Regions from separate parts of the Mus musculus genome. Here region 2 is linked to region 1. The links are chromatin contacts, called in public promoter capture Hi-C maps. All regions are on one chromosome and are shown on one strand. Each heading gives the region's core, a stretch centred on a gene start, on an enhancer-like site or on the middle of the called end of the contact. The rest is flanking DNA. Distances are from core to core; before and after follow the strand shown.

Region 1 (6,832 bases), core at 1,576-4,075:
AAAGAGCTATAGAATGTCTTTTCTGTATTGGGCATTTCATCTTGAGATAAATTTATAGTCATTTGCAATATGAAATAAACACAAACCAGCACTGGAACATAGAACTTTTCTTACCTTCATAACCCCTTGTGCAGTCAAACTATTATGATGCCAGCTCGTTCGTGGACGGACACACAAACACATACACACACACACATGCACACATGCATAGACACACACACACAGATACACATAGACACACATGCACATACAGACACACATGCACACACACAGACACACATGCACACACACACAGACACACATGCACACAGACACACACACAGATACACACATACAGACACACATGCACACACACACAGACACACATGCACACAGATACACACACAGACACACACACACAGACACACATGCACACACACAGACACACACACACACACACACACACACATGCACACACACACACAGTCATGTACCAAGTAGCGACATTTAACTCAATATTTAATACTTGACCACATACACCATAGTGGTTCCATATATCTTAAATGTGTATTAGACTATATCACCTAGTTTTTATTCATACAATGACAAAACCACCTAATTCTGCACTTCCTAAAACACATCCTGCTTGTCATACATGACTGTATAGATGCATACACATGACTGTATGTAGGTGTGTATATACACATACTCTCCCTCTAGCAATTCCTTCTAAGCCTTTACCACTTGCCCCTCGCTCTTTGATATTGACCAGCTGCAGATAAAATGGAACTGTCTCATAATTCTAATGGGACTGTCCCTCTCTGTGTCCCTTATCACTCTGAATACTCTATAACCACTCCTTACTAGTGGGGTTTTTCCTCATCTGACTGTACAGTCTCCTGAAAACAAAAACTGTCATTTTCTCTTTTCCATTCCCTTCCCTCCCCCACCTCTTCTCCTCTCTTTTTCTCTTGTCTCTCCCCACCTCGTGTGTGTGTGTGTGTGTGTGTGTGTGTGTGTGTGTGTGCGCGTGCATGTGTGTGTGTGTGTTGCTTTGAATCAAAGCCACAGTATTGCACATGCTAAGCAAGCCCTCTACTATTGAGTTACATCCATAGACCTTGCATTTAGTTTTGAGCCGGGCCTTGTTCTGTAATCTAAACTGGCCTTGAACTCGCAATTCTTCTGCTTCAGCCTCCCCAATGTGAGGGTCATAGGCAAGTGTCCCTGCATCTAGCTTCCTCTTTGTCCTTAAGCTGCTAATGCCTAGCCATTTTTCAGTCCCATTCATTAAAAGCAATCCAATAGGTAAAATATTATAGCTTTATAATTGTAATTCTTCCTTTTGGACGGAAGAGAGAAATCAACCAGTAAAAGAGCCCTGGGTTGTCTATAAAATGAAGAAAATACTTGAAAACTAATAAAAAATTTCCTGAGCTAAATATACTTTATTTTTAGTGTTTTATTTGGTTATTATTCCCGAGATATTGGCTAATCACACCAGAAAAAAGACTGTCAATAATTGAAACTAAAAATAAGTAAATGGCCGGGCGTGGTGGCACACGCCTTTAATCCCAGCACTCGGGAGGCAGAGGCAGGTGGATTTCTGAGTTCAAGGTCAGCCTGGTCTACAAAGTGAGTTCCAGGACAGCCAGGGCTACACAGAGAAATCCTGTCTCGGGGGAAAAAAAAAAAAGTCAATGTTTCCTATATATCTCATGCAAAGAACTAGCTTCTTGAACAGGAAGGGTGGATGCAGCTTGGTGGGTAGGAAGGGAGAAGTGTCCACGGGTGAAGGTGAGGTGTGAACATGATCCAGTACCCTCGTCATCCAGTTTGTGTTCATTAGTGAGTTCATAATGTGCATGGGTATGAGAGACGCTCTGTAGAAGAAAGTGAGACAGCTCAGGAAAGCCTTCACTTCCAAGCTGAGAAATCCAGCCTTTGTCAATGGTGGAAAGACTCATGGTTTTAAAACAGGATTGTCATAGGTGGGGATTGGTCCTTTGAAAACTCAACCAGAAATTAGAAGAAGCTTTATAAGAGTTAAGAATGGTCTGTAAAAAAAATCATTAGCATACTCCAATTAATGCAAAATGATGGATTTCACTGTGACAGTTTCATACATGCACATAGAACATACTTTATATTTATACACTCCATTGCTCTCTCTTACCCTCCTACCTCTTACAAACCCCACCCCTATCTTTTCCCTAGTAGTATCTAAGAATGGTCTCAATGAAGATGATCTGGACGGTTCTTCATGGGGCAATCTTGCCATGAACAAGAAATGGCTTAGCTCTAACCCAGGGTTGGCACTAGGAATAGAAAGAAAAGACAGTGCCACTTAGGCTGGCCTTGCCAGAAGCCACATGTCTTTGCGGACTCAGCTTTGCTTCCCTCAGCCTCCACACACTGAGAGTGGAAACAAGACTACTACAGTCAGTGCTTCTGTTAGTGATGAGTCTATTTGCTAGACTAAGTAAAGTAAAATAGTAATAACGATAATAACTGTCACTATTTGTTTTTTTTTTTAGAACCCCATTGCACTATGCAGCTGCAAATTGCCATTTCCACTGTATTAAAGCATTAGTGACCACCGGAGCCAACGTTAATGAAACAGACGACTGGGGACGGACAGCTCTGCACTACGCTGCTGCATCAGACATGGATAGAAAGTAAAAATCACCTTGTTTGTGCTTCATCTTGGGTAGAGCTGGGCGGGGGCAGTTATGCTTTTTTCATACTGCCTCCTAGAAACTGCACACAAGGAATCTCTCATTCAGAGTGGAGGATCACCCCTACCCCAGGCTTCCCAGTTCTCCGTTTGATTATTACTCACCATTGCGTAATCTCCTTCTTCTCTGCTCTTGGGTTCAATGCCAAGTAGAGCTGCCAAGCCCAGGCTTTCCAGTTCTTTGGAAATCTGTTGGAATTTATTTGTCATACACAGTAGTTCCCACCATTATCACATAAATGTTTCATCTGCTAATATATATGTCCTGTGTTAAAAAATACCCACCAATGAATAACTCCAAGTGAATGCAGCCTTGGTGATGAGATTAGGCACTGTTCTTCCTAACCTGGGCACGAACGCTCATTCAGCAGCTGCAGAAGAGGAATGTCTTATTCTGAATATGTGTGGACTGTAGGTGTCTAGGCTCGGAAAGTCTACAACACTGAACCCTCCTGTAAGGAAGAGGGGTGCGTGGTCCCACAGCTTGTGTAGTTCTTAAATTCATAGGAAGATTCTGATGAGTTTGCATGACAACTGTTGAATTCTTTGCTGTCCCCAGTGGTGCATTTGATTCTGGGTAAGGGGTAATGGCAACTTTTCTAGAACAATGACATCTAAACATTCAAGTTTAACATATAAATAGTTAAGCTATACCACCAGCCCTTTCAAATATTTAAGATGGTGAACCAAATAAAAAATAATCTTATGTCATGATTTAATGCACATGTTCACATACATGTTTATACATGAGAAATAAAAAAGATCTCACAAACCATATTTACATTTATTGTAGTGATACTTTATATCTTCCTATTTTGATAACTTCAACGTAATTGATTTCACTTAGTAATAGATTGTGATCCAGTGTTTAAGAAATATTTATGAAGAACCAGGAGAGGTGGCACATATGTGCAATCTTGGCATTTTGCAAGTGGGAGGAAGGGGATCAGGAATTCAAGTTCATCTTCTGATAGTTTGAGGATAGCCTGGGCTACGTGAAATTCTGTCTTAAAGAACAAACAACAAATATATATACATACATGTATACACACACACACGGCTGGGGAGGTAGCTCAGCAAACATAAGGTCTGATTTTGATATCCAGAACTCACATACCACCCAGGCATCTAAGCTGAAGATATGTCTTAAGAGAGCTTGCTGCTCTTTCAGAGGACCCACGTTCAGTTGGCTCACGATCACATATAACTACAGCTCTAAGGGATCTCTCTCTCTCTCTCTCTCTCTCTCTCTCTCTCTCTCTCTCTCTCTCAGGATGGCATCTCACACGTGTGTCATTCACCCACACAGACACACATATACATGTAAATAAAAATAATAAAAGAATAAACCTTAAAAAACAATCCATGCACTATGACAGCTTGCTGACCAGTGAATCTAGCCTACAGGATGGCCTGCAGAACAATGAGGAGGATTGTCTCAAAAAACAAGGTGGATGGCTCTCAATAAAGCATGCCCAAAGTTGACCTCTGGCCTCCACATATATGTGTACCCACACATTTGCACCCAAATGAACATGCATGGCCCAGCCTCATTTTGTGTTTACATAAATATTTTTCTAATAATACTTGGATTTTATAACCACACACGTTATTAATTGAGCGATGCTTTGCACTAGGGAAATATCGTTGAAGGAGGGGCTAGGGAACAAATATGTTTCATATTTTAAGAGCTAGAAAGGAAATTTTAAATGGAAAGTCATTCTAGGAAATGAAGATCAAGAATGCACTAGAGGATGTAAGATGCTGGGCTGGCCAGAAAGCATGAGGGTATGGTATGGGTGGAGGAGCCTGAGCTAAGTTGTTTCTTTTTTTTTTATTTGGAAAGTTTTAGGGTACCTATACTTGGGTAGGCAACTTGATTCTGGTCTTAATCACTCATAGCTAGGAATACGTTTTAGGAAAGTGAGATGTTCTCAGTTGGGTTCCTTGGGAGAACATAGATTTTCTGGATAGCCTTGGAGAGAACCAATGTGTCCCTTTTGGGTTGGATAAAAATCACTGAGATATAATTGTGCAAAAACTGTCTACAAGTTTTTAATTAAAAAATTAATTGTGATTTTTTTCTATCTCCTACATTGAACAGTAAGATGATCTTAGGAAATGCCCATGACAATTCTGAAGAACTTGAAAGAGCCAGAGAAGTGAAGGAAAAAGATGCTGCACTGTAAGTTTCTTCTGAGTGTAGGAGTGGGATGCCCTATTCTTTTGTCTCTCTGGGTTGCCACATAACTGCCTTTCTTCTGAGGGTTTTCTTTAGAATCCCGAGGAAGGGGTGGGATACAGGCTCACCTTTAACACATCCATCTATTCTACTCTCCTTGTATATGAAACTTTTTATAAAATTATATGCTTTCTTTGACCACCACTGTGACAGGCCAGCATCCTTATATGATATCTGATAATAAATATCATATCTGATTCTGTCATGTATCAGATGCCATGGGGACATGCTGAGTTTCCACTTGGGACCTTAGGGTCTACTTTGGTGACCTGGGGATAGCTATTTATCAGATTCTATTAGACATAGGTCTTCAGATCTTGGTGTGACATTCCCCTCAGACCCTTGACTTTCAGATAACCTCATGCTTTTTGTAAACAATTTGACCAGTTTCACCTCCCCTGCCCCTGACTGGCTTCTGACAGGGGCTTCACTGTTGCTGTGAAAAGGTCTTGGGTATTTGCCAGTGCTCAGGGGCATCAACACATGGGTACTTCTTTGTTGTCTGATCACAAACAGAGCAGAGATCTGTGGCCAGTGATGAGCCCGACACCTAGCTAGTACAACAACTATCAATAAATGAACAAGCAAGTGAACCAGTCTGTCTACTTTGTGCCTCATCCTCCCAACCCCCTAGGGACACAGTGCCCCAAGAGTCTGCAGGCTGTGGTCCAGAATGTGTTTACTTTTTTCTCAACTTGCCAGAGGGAGGAGTTTCCGTGCCTGAGTGCTGTGTTCACTCTAAGGCCCCTACATTGCCCCTTCTGTTCTCTCCTCATGTCCCTGGGTCTATGCTATGGACACAGAAGATAGCCCTGATGCAGGTTAAAGGACATATCTGAGTGCTTCTGGGATAGGGACAGACACTGCTGTGAATAAAACATAATGACCAAGTTTCTCCTTAATACGCCTAGTTTTAAAAGGATGATGTTAAAAAAACAAAACAAAAACAAACAAACAAACAAACAAACAAACAAACAAAAATTTCAATTTACCCCAGGAAGCTTCCCTTTCTCCACTGAATTGAAGGCTTGCCCTGTGACCACCCAGGATCACTAGGGAGGAAGGGCCAGAAACTGCAGGCCTGAGCTCCTTCTTGCTAAATGAGACCACACACCTGTCCAAGTCAAGGACCTGTTGGTTTTGCATCTCAAGTGGTTGACCTGCCAGTTCGCCCCGGCGGTAGGAAAGACAAGTCTCACCAGTTGGACACTGGATTCCTCTTTTTCCTTAGGAGCTGTGTGGAGAATATCCAGATTCCACGGTGCTTCTGGTGCCGTAGCTGTACACTTGTCATGTAGTTTATCCATGTTCTGGACTGAATAAGTCTCTAGGAGGAATTCTTAATATTTTCCAGATTATAGATTCAGCATATCCAATGATTTTTTTCAGCCCAGTCAGAGCCTGGGAGTTGTGTATCCACAGAATGCTATTCCTCATGAATGATTTATGGAAAGAGCTATCTTCAGTATACGATGAGTGATGCACAGGACCCTGTCCATGGACATTGAATAGCTCAAGTAAAAAGGCACTTCCTTTTAAGGTGTGAAGGACCAAAGACAGCATGATAGGAGGACCTTAGCAAGAGTTCAACTTATTTTGGAGCATTTTATAGATAAGGATGGAAAGTAGATTGTGTTTACAAATTTATTTTTCTTCAGTTTTTTTAAATGTATTTATTTATTATGTGTAAGTACACAGTAGCTGTCTTCAGACAGCTCCAGAAGAGGGCGTCAGATCTAGTTACAGATGGTTGTGAGCCACCATGTGGTTGCTGGGATTTGAACTCAGGACCTTCGGAAGAGCAGTCAGTGCTCTTAACCGCTGAGCCATCTCTCTAGCCCTATTTTTCTTCAGTTTTGTAGAAAATAAAGAAC
Region 2 (6,832 bases), core at 1,975-4,474, 160 kb before region 1:
GATCTAATGTAGCCTTTCTTTCATTTGTTTGAGAATTTTCCTGCTTATACAGATCAAACAAATATGCAGTAGGCTTCCTATGTATTTCATTCCTGGAAACACCATGATTGATTAGCCAGTACCAAAGGTCCAAGCGAGTCATGCCATTATAAATTTCACCTCTCCTGTGCTGACCATTACTGGGTATGTTATTATAAACATTCTTTTGTCTACGCTGTCCATTATAATAACTAGGATCACCTTGTCTCCGGCGATTCAATGCTGCCACCTGGCCCTTGTTACCTCGGGATCCAACTAAACCCAGTGAATTTAATTCATCTAATTGAGCAGAAGCATCTCCAATGCTAAGATCTGGCACAAGGAAAAGGGAAAGAACAAAACCCTTCAAATGTGCTGGTGCCCCTCTCACCAATTTGCGTCTTATAGAGCTGGTGAAAGGCATATCTTCTGGACCTTCCCATTGTGGACAATTATGCTTTACACAATATATCCACTCTAGCATTGCAATTTCCCTAAGTCTTAAAATCCCTTCATCAACACTAAGCCACGGAATATCAGGCATCTCCAAGTCATTTCCAGTAGGCCATCTTTTGATAAACACCTCAGCCAACCATTCAAACAAACTTTTGACACCTTTTTTAACTATGCGAGCTTCCGTATTAAACCTAGAATCTCTACTCAGAGGACCCATGTCAATAAACTCAGCCTGCTCTAGTTTTATGTTCCTTCCACCCTTATCCCACACCCTTAAAATCCATTCCCACACATATTCACCAGGTTTCTGCTTGAATGAATTAGCAAACTCATTAAGCTCCTTAGTAGTGTAGCGAATTTCCTCATGGACTATACTTTCTACCTCCCCTCTAGGAGCCTGTTTTGCTTTGAGTCTGGTTACAGGTCTAGAAGAAACTATTGGTGGGCCGTGAGCAGACTCTGCAAAATTAATTTCCTCATGTGGGGAAGGCATTATTTCAAGAGGTGGGGCTGAGGGTACTACTTCCTCAGGTGGGGCAAACCCTTGAGAATCTGAGGATTCAAAATTCTCAGCTTCAACATGGTCTTCCCACACATCCCCGTCCCATGTTGTAGGATCCCATTCTTTGCCAATTAGAGCCCTTACTTTAACTGTCGACACACTCTGAGGCTGAGACTTGAATTTTCTCTGTAGTTCAGCCAACCTTACAATGAGAGTTTCTGTTTGATTTTCTGCAACTTGAGCTCTATTGCTACAAGAGAGAAGATTCTCCTCAAGGACACACTTAGCAACTTTTAGATCGTTTACTTGTGTCTGGAGCCTTTCGATTTTATCACACAACTCCTTCCTTTCATTCATCATTTTTTCCACAGATACTAAGAGCAGCCAGCCAGTAAAATCATTTTTCGATTTTTTTCCCATCTTGTAGAAAGCTTTGTGCACTGAATCACCTAATTCATTAAGAAAATCAAGGGCATTAGCTTCTTTAAGTTCGGAATATAGTTTCAACCATGGGTCTTCAAAATTCTCTGAGCTCCCAGGAGGGAGAGAATCTGGAGAGGTTTCAATATTTGAAAGTGCTGGTGGATCAACAAGCCAATTCCAGTATTTTAAAAGATTCATCCTTGTACTTCTGTTACTCTAGAACCACTCCTGGTACCAACTTCTGTATTAGTCAGGGTTCTCTAGAGTCACAGAACTTATGGATAGTCTCTAGATAATAAAGGAATTTATTGATGACTTACAGTCGGCAGCTCAATTCCCAACAATCGTTCAGTCACAGCTGTGAATGGAAGTCCAAGGATCTAGCAGTTACTCAGTCTCACGCAGCAAGCAGGCGAAGGAGCAGGAGCAAGAGCTAGACTCCCTTCTTCCAATGTCCTTATATTGTCTCCAGCAAAAGGTGTAGCCCAGATTAAAGGTGTGTTCCACCACACCTTTAATCCCAGATGAAAGGCATAGCCCAGATTAAAGGTGTGTTCCTTAACTCGGAGATTCAATCTTCTGGAATCCATAGCCACTATGGCTCAAGATCTTCAAACCAAGATCCAGATAAGGATCTCCAAGCCTCCAGATAAGGGTCACTGGTGAGCCTTCCAATTCCGAATTGTAGTTCATTCCAAATATTGTCAAGTTGACAACCAGGAATAGCCACTACAAGCCTATACAACCTGACCTGATAACTTTGACCTAGGTGTATGGCCCAAGTGTACAGAGTCTGGCGTTTGATTCTTCTTGAGCTAGAAGAATGGCACCTCCTTAGACTCAGCTGTTAGGAGGAGGTTATGATGATTCTCCCATTTGATTCTATTCTGTTTTGGTTTATTTGAGTCAAGGTCTTGGTGGGTAGCCCAGGCTGGCCTAGAGCTAATTCCCTGGCTTGAGTCCTCTGAGTGCTGGAGTTACAACAAGTGCCACCACACTGAGGCAAGGGTCTAACTTTACAAATGATGGGGAAGACTCTGGTGCCTGGACTTGTGTTGCCTTAATGACTGCACACAGGTGTGATGTGTGCGTGCTGGGTGACTGACACAGGAGATAAAACAGACTGCTTTCTCCTTCTGGAAAGGTGCCCGGCCTGAAGGATTGCTTTACATGTGATTTTGTATATATGTAAAAACTGCAACTAGAATCTCAGAAACATGGCTCATAATAGCAAAGGGACACCAAATCCCCACGGTTGCTCATATCAGGAAGTTTACAGTGCGTCCTAGGAAATGGCTGCTAGTGGGCACAGTGGTGAGCGCACATAATTTGACATATGCCAGGTAGAGTATGGAGGATCAAGCACTCAGGATTATCCTTATCTATGAAGTGAGTTCAAGGTCAGTCTGAGTTATATAAGATCTTATCTGAGTCTCTTCCCCCTAGCCCCCCAAGTGGCTAGTCAAACGAAAAAACAATGGCTGGATTCATAGTGTCTCGCGAGATGTGCGTTAGGCTGTGCAGTTGCTGGGCACTAACAAGGCAGGAACTGATTTAACTCTGATCTGTAGTGGTCTGAGCACAAACTAGCCAAGGCTGGAAGAATGATTCCACAGAGCTTTCTCCCTTCTGCACATGGTGGGGGCGAGCCTGTGTGCGTGCATGTGTGTTTTACGTGTTTTAGTATAGCTTCCACTTTTTTTTTGGCAAAGATGGTTGCTTGAATTTCTGCTCTAAAATCTTGAGCAGAGATAGCAGGAAGAGGGCATAATCTCTTCCTTTTAAGAGCGTTTTGTGGTCAAGGGCCCATTGGTCAGAACCAGTCACATGCTGACTTATCTGCAAGGGTGGTTGAGAAATAAATCTTCCCCTAGATAGGCATGTGCCTGTCTGAGTGTCTATTAGTGTGGAGGGAATGGAGAATGTACGTTTAGGAGACACCCAGGGCCTCTGCTGGGGAGGAATGCTGACGCTTGCCCCTTACGGCTGTGGTTCTCAGACATGCTTGAAATTGACACATGTCTCTTGGGAGGCATGATGATTATTCAGTGATTGCCCCAGCATGTCATGCAGTGCTCTCTTTCTGCTGAACGTTGGTGCTCAGACATCTATGTTAGGAAAGTAACTGTGGAATGTACTGTCATTCTTAAGTTAAAAGCACGGTGCTTTCTTTACGCATTCTTTTGTGGGAAGGTTGGACTTATTTTAGCAAGTAGAAGTTTTAATAGAGAATTTCCATGTGCACAAACCCACATGTGTCAAAACGAGAAAAGGCTTTGCAAAGGCTGACCTCCAGGGATGAAGTAAAAATATTTCATTCTGGATGGGAATTGGATTCTGGCACTGCCAGTGGTCAGTAGTTAGAGCTGATTTCATGGCGCTGATTCTAGGAACGGGGCCAAAACATTCAAAACTCACTTGTAGACCCTACTCCCCTCACTGACCATATTAACACACATTATAGTTTGGCTCTGGGCTCTGTAATGATTCTGTTAAAATAGAGCAATATTTCTTGTTTTTCTACAAGGAGATGGGGCCAGAACGCTCTGCCTTTATTCTCTCTGGCTACTTCCTGTCTGGATTTTGTTTATTGCTCTCTGCCCAGACTGCTCTGTCAGAGGGAACTATTACATGACCAAGAAGGTTTGTTTGTATAAAAGTGCTTGAATATTTTGTTTTAGATGACAGGGTGATCTGTCCCTGATATTTGGATTCTCGTTGTAAAGCCTAGCACGTATCATATTTGATAGAATTTAAGTTGAGAGTTCTAGTTATGTGTGTGCATTTTACATATCTGTTTTCCCTCCAGTTTTTTTCATATTCCCATCACACATGGAAAATATGGTTTTGATATTTGAGACTTTTTGGGTCCTAGTCTTCTCTTAGGGGAAGACTTGGACTTGTTTTTTTGTGAGTATCTCAGAATAATCCAGCAGGCCTCCCTGTCTCCTGTTGGCTTCATCATATATATTGTGGCTCAAAACATCTTTGTTTTGTTTTGTTTAGCCACAAAATGTCTTATATTCTCTGGGGTCCCCGTTGCAATTCCACATTAAATAGGAGATCAGTAGTAAATAGCTACAACAAAAGATATAGAGAGTCCACAGTCATCAAAGCTTCATCAATGGCACGGAGGTGGCAGGGGAAAGTTTGCTTTAGAAGAGGTTGTTTCGGGCTGGTGAGATGGCTCAGTGGGTAAGAGCACCCAACTGCTCTTCCGAAGGTCTGGAGTTCAAATCCCAGCAACCACATGGTGGCTCACAACCATCTGTAACGAGATCTGACTCCCTCTTCTAGAGTGTCTGAAGACAGCTACAGTGTACTTACATATAATCAATAAATAAATCTTTAAAAAAAAAAAAAAAAAAAAAAAAAAAGAAGAGGTTGTTTCTCTTCTGGTATTTTTATTTTGAGTTGGCAAGAAAGTGTTTGGTAAATTTCCCTTTGCAGGATTGTTTGCTTCAGGTCTCTGTGCATCTGCCCTAATTGTCTGTGGGGGAGCCCATTGAAATGCAGGATTTTGCTCAGACCACATAGAGTGACCTGTTTTCTTTATTAGGAGACACTAGTTTTAATAAGTTACTCTCTGCTTATGGATCCAGGGTGGTTGGTTATCTGCACTGGAGACACTTCAGGAGTTTTAGGGAGAGCCCAAGGAAGGCAGCCTCACTTGGTGGGTGGGGAGTCTCAGTGTTAGGGACCTGGTCCATTGGGCCCACAGTGATCTGCAGAGCATCTTGCCTGTTGAATTAAAGACCATGCATTGCAAGACAGTTAAACAAACAAACAAACAAACAAACAAACAAACAAAAAAGATTTGAAAAAGATTTGGAGGTAATGTGTAAACTTTCTCAAGTCCTCTCAGTGGGGTTAGATCAGCTTATACATAGATGGGAATTAGATGCTATGCAGTGGTCAGACAACCTTGGTAAAGGCAGGCAAGTGGAACTGAGACCCTAGCAATTGAAGGGCCACTGCTTCAGAACTGGATCTTAGCCTCCCAGATTCCTTCGCTGCCTGTGTTTGTTTTGCTTTGTAGATTGGCTTTAAGAAGGGGGCTGCCTCTTCTGGCCTGTTGTGTTCTCTGCTAGCCCTGGAAGGGGGATGGTAGAGCATGGGTGTCGGGGAGGGGTGAGGAAGAGGAGGATGTGGGGAGGAGTGGGAGGGGAGGCTGAGAGGAGAAGTAAGGAAGAGTTGGAGAAGCTACATCCAAGCTTATAGTGGCACCTGTGATACTAGAGTCCCAGGTCCATACTTCTTCAGCAATGGACATTATTGGCTCTATCAGAGTGTGGGATTCAAGGCTGCTTTGCCCAGTTTAAGAGCCTAGAAGGAAACTTTTGGGACTGTCTTCAGGTTTTAAAAGGAGGTTGAAACCTCAATCATGGAAATTGATTTCTTTGTATTAGTGTGTTGGAAGTTGCTCCTTAGAGATCTGGAGCATCTAGGGTTATCTACTTAAAGCAACAACTACATTCCTATCCCGCTAAGAGAGCTGAGGAAACAAAATGAGATATCTTGAAACACCATTTAAAAGAGCATGGAGCAATCACTAATCATTAAGGACCTTAATGCCAATCAAAGCTACAAAATGAGATGTGCCTCATATCCATTACAATGGCTATCCAACCAATTAACTGAAGAAAAGCCTAGATTAAACAGGAAATGATGCTGAGGAGAACTTGGAGAAGTGGGAAACCTTGTGAATTGCTGGGAGGAATTTAAAATGCTGTGGACTATACAATGGGACAATAGTATGGATCTTCCTTAAAACAGTTAAGCAGAATTGTTTCCAGCCAGTAATCCCATTTATAGGTGGTGCACCAACAGATGATCATAACAGATTATTTACAATGTCCTCAAACTGGAAGCAACTCACATTCTAGTGACAGATCAGTGGGTCAATAAAATGTATTTTAACTGTACACACAGGGTATTATTAATTAGCTTTTGAATGAGGGATTAAGCTGTAGATCAGTGGGGAAGTACTTGTTCTAGCATCCAATGGGGTCTTGGGTTCAATATTCTGTGCTGGAAAACAACCAACCAACCAACCAACCAACCCCAACCACCCACAGTCAAGTCAGGAAAGGTTGGTGTACATTCCAAAGCTGTGAAAGTAGCTGATGATCATGAAAATGAAGCAGTACCTGGACATGCCAGCCCAATTCTAAGAACAGTCTACGTACACAGGCTTGGGTTTAAAACACAGGTCCTCAACCTGAGCCCATCTTGGGACCTGCATGGTGGTGTGGCATGGCCATTGTACTCATGGGTTCACAGCAACTGTGGGGACCTGCATAAGACCTGCATAAGATGGGCCCTGTCAAAATTCTATCAGGCACTTTGAAGGCCCCACCCCCTCCTTTAGGAGCAACTAGCAATAAGATTACTGAGTGAACAGTCATTTTCTTTAGCAGTGTAGCCACCAAA

The links. Capture Hi-C pulls out chosen DNA fragments and counts their contacts.
Region 2: a promoter capture Hi-C map of adipose tissue shows a contact between it and region 1. The contact joins two enhancer-like sites. A contact is called at or near these places in 1 of 15 datasets of contacts at CTCF or cohesin (the NIH/3T3 cell line) and 3 of 9 other capture datasets (adipose tissue, liver and pancreatic islet).

The regions. Positions count from the first base shown.
Region 1 is chr1:54,725,559-54,732,390 of GRCm38.p6, reverse strand. Ankrd44 (ankyrin repeat domain 44) reads left to right here. Exons shown (of 28, transcript NM_001081433.3): 14 at 2,517-2,657; 15 at 4,821-4,901. It overlaps 4930444A19Rik (a long non-coding RNA gene), which reads right to left. Exons shown (of 4, transcript XR_003948660.1): 2 at 3,002-3,087; 3 at 2,822-2,905. Among named protein-coding and RNA genes, the nearest start is that of 4930444A19Rik, 47 kb to the right of the region's middle. Within about 2 kb of position 2,825, at least 17 of the 459 cell types and tissues checked have an H3K27ac peak or open chromatin away from gene starts, as enhancers often do. A contact at or near this core is called in adipose tissue, where this site is marked.
Region 2 is chr1:54,885,118-54,891,949 of GRCm38.p6, reverse strand. All of the region lies in intron 1 of Ankrd44 (ankyrin repeat domain 44), which reads left to right. Among named protein-coding and RNA genes, the nearest start is that of Ankrd44, 38 kb to the left of the region's middle. Within about 2 kb of position 3,224, at least 68 of the 459 cell types and tissues checked have an H3K27ac peak or open chromatin away from gene starts, as enhancers often do. A contact at or near this core is called in adipose tissue, where this site is marked.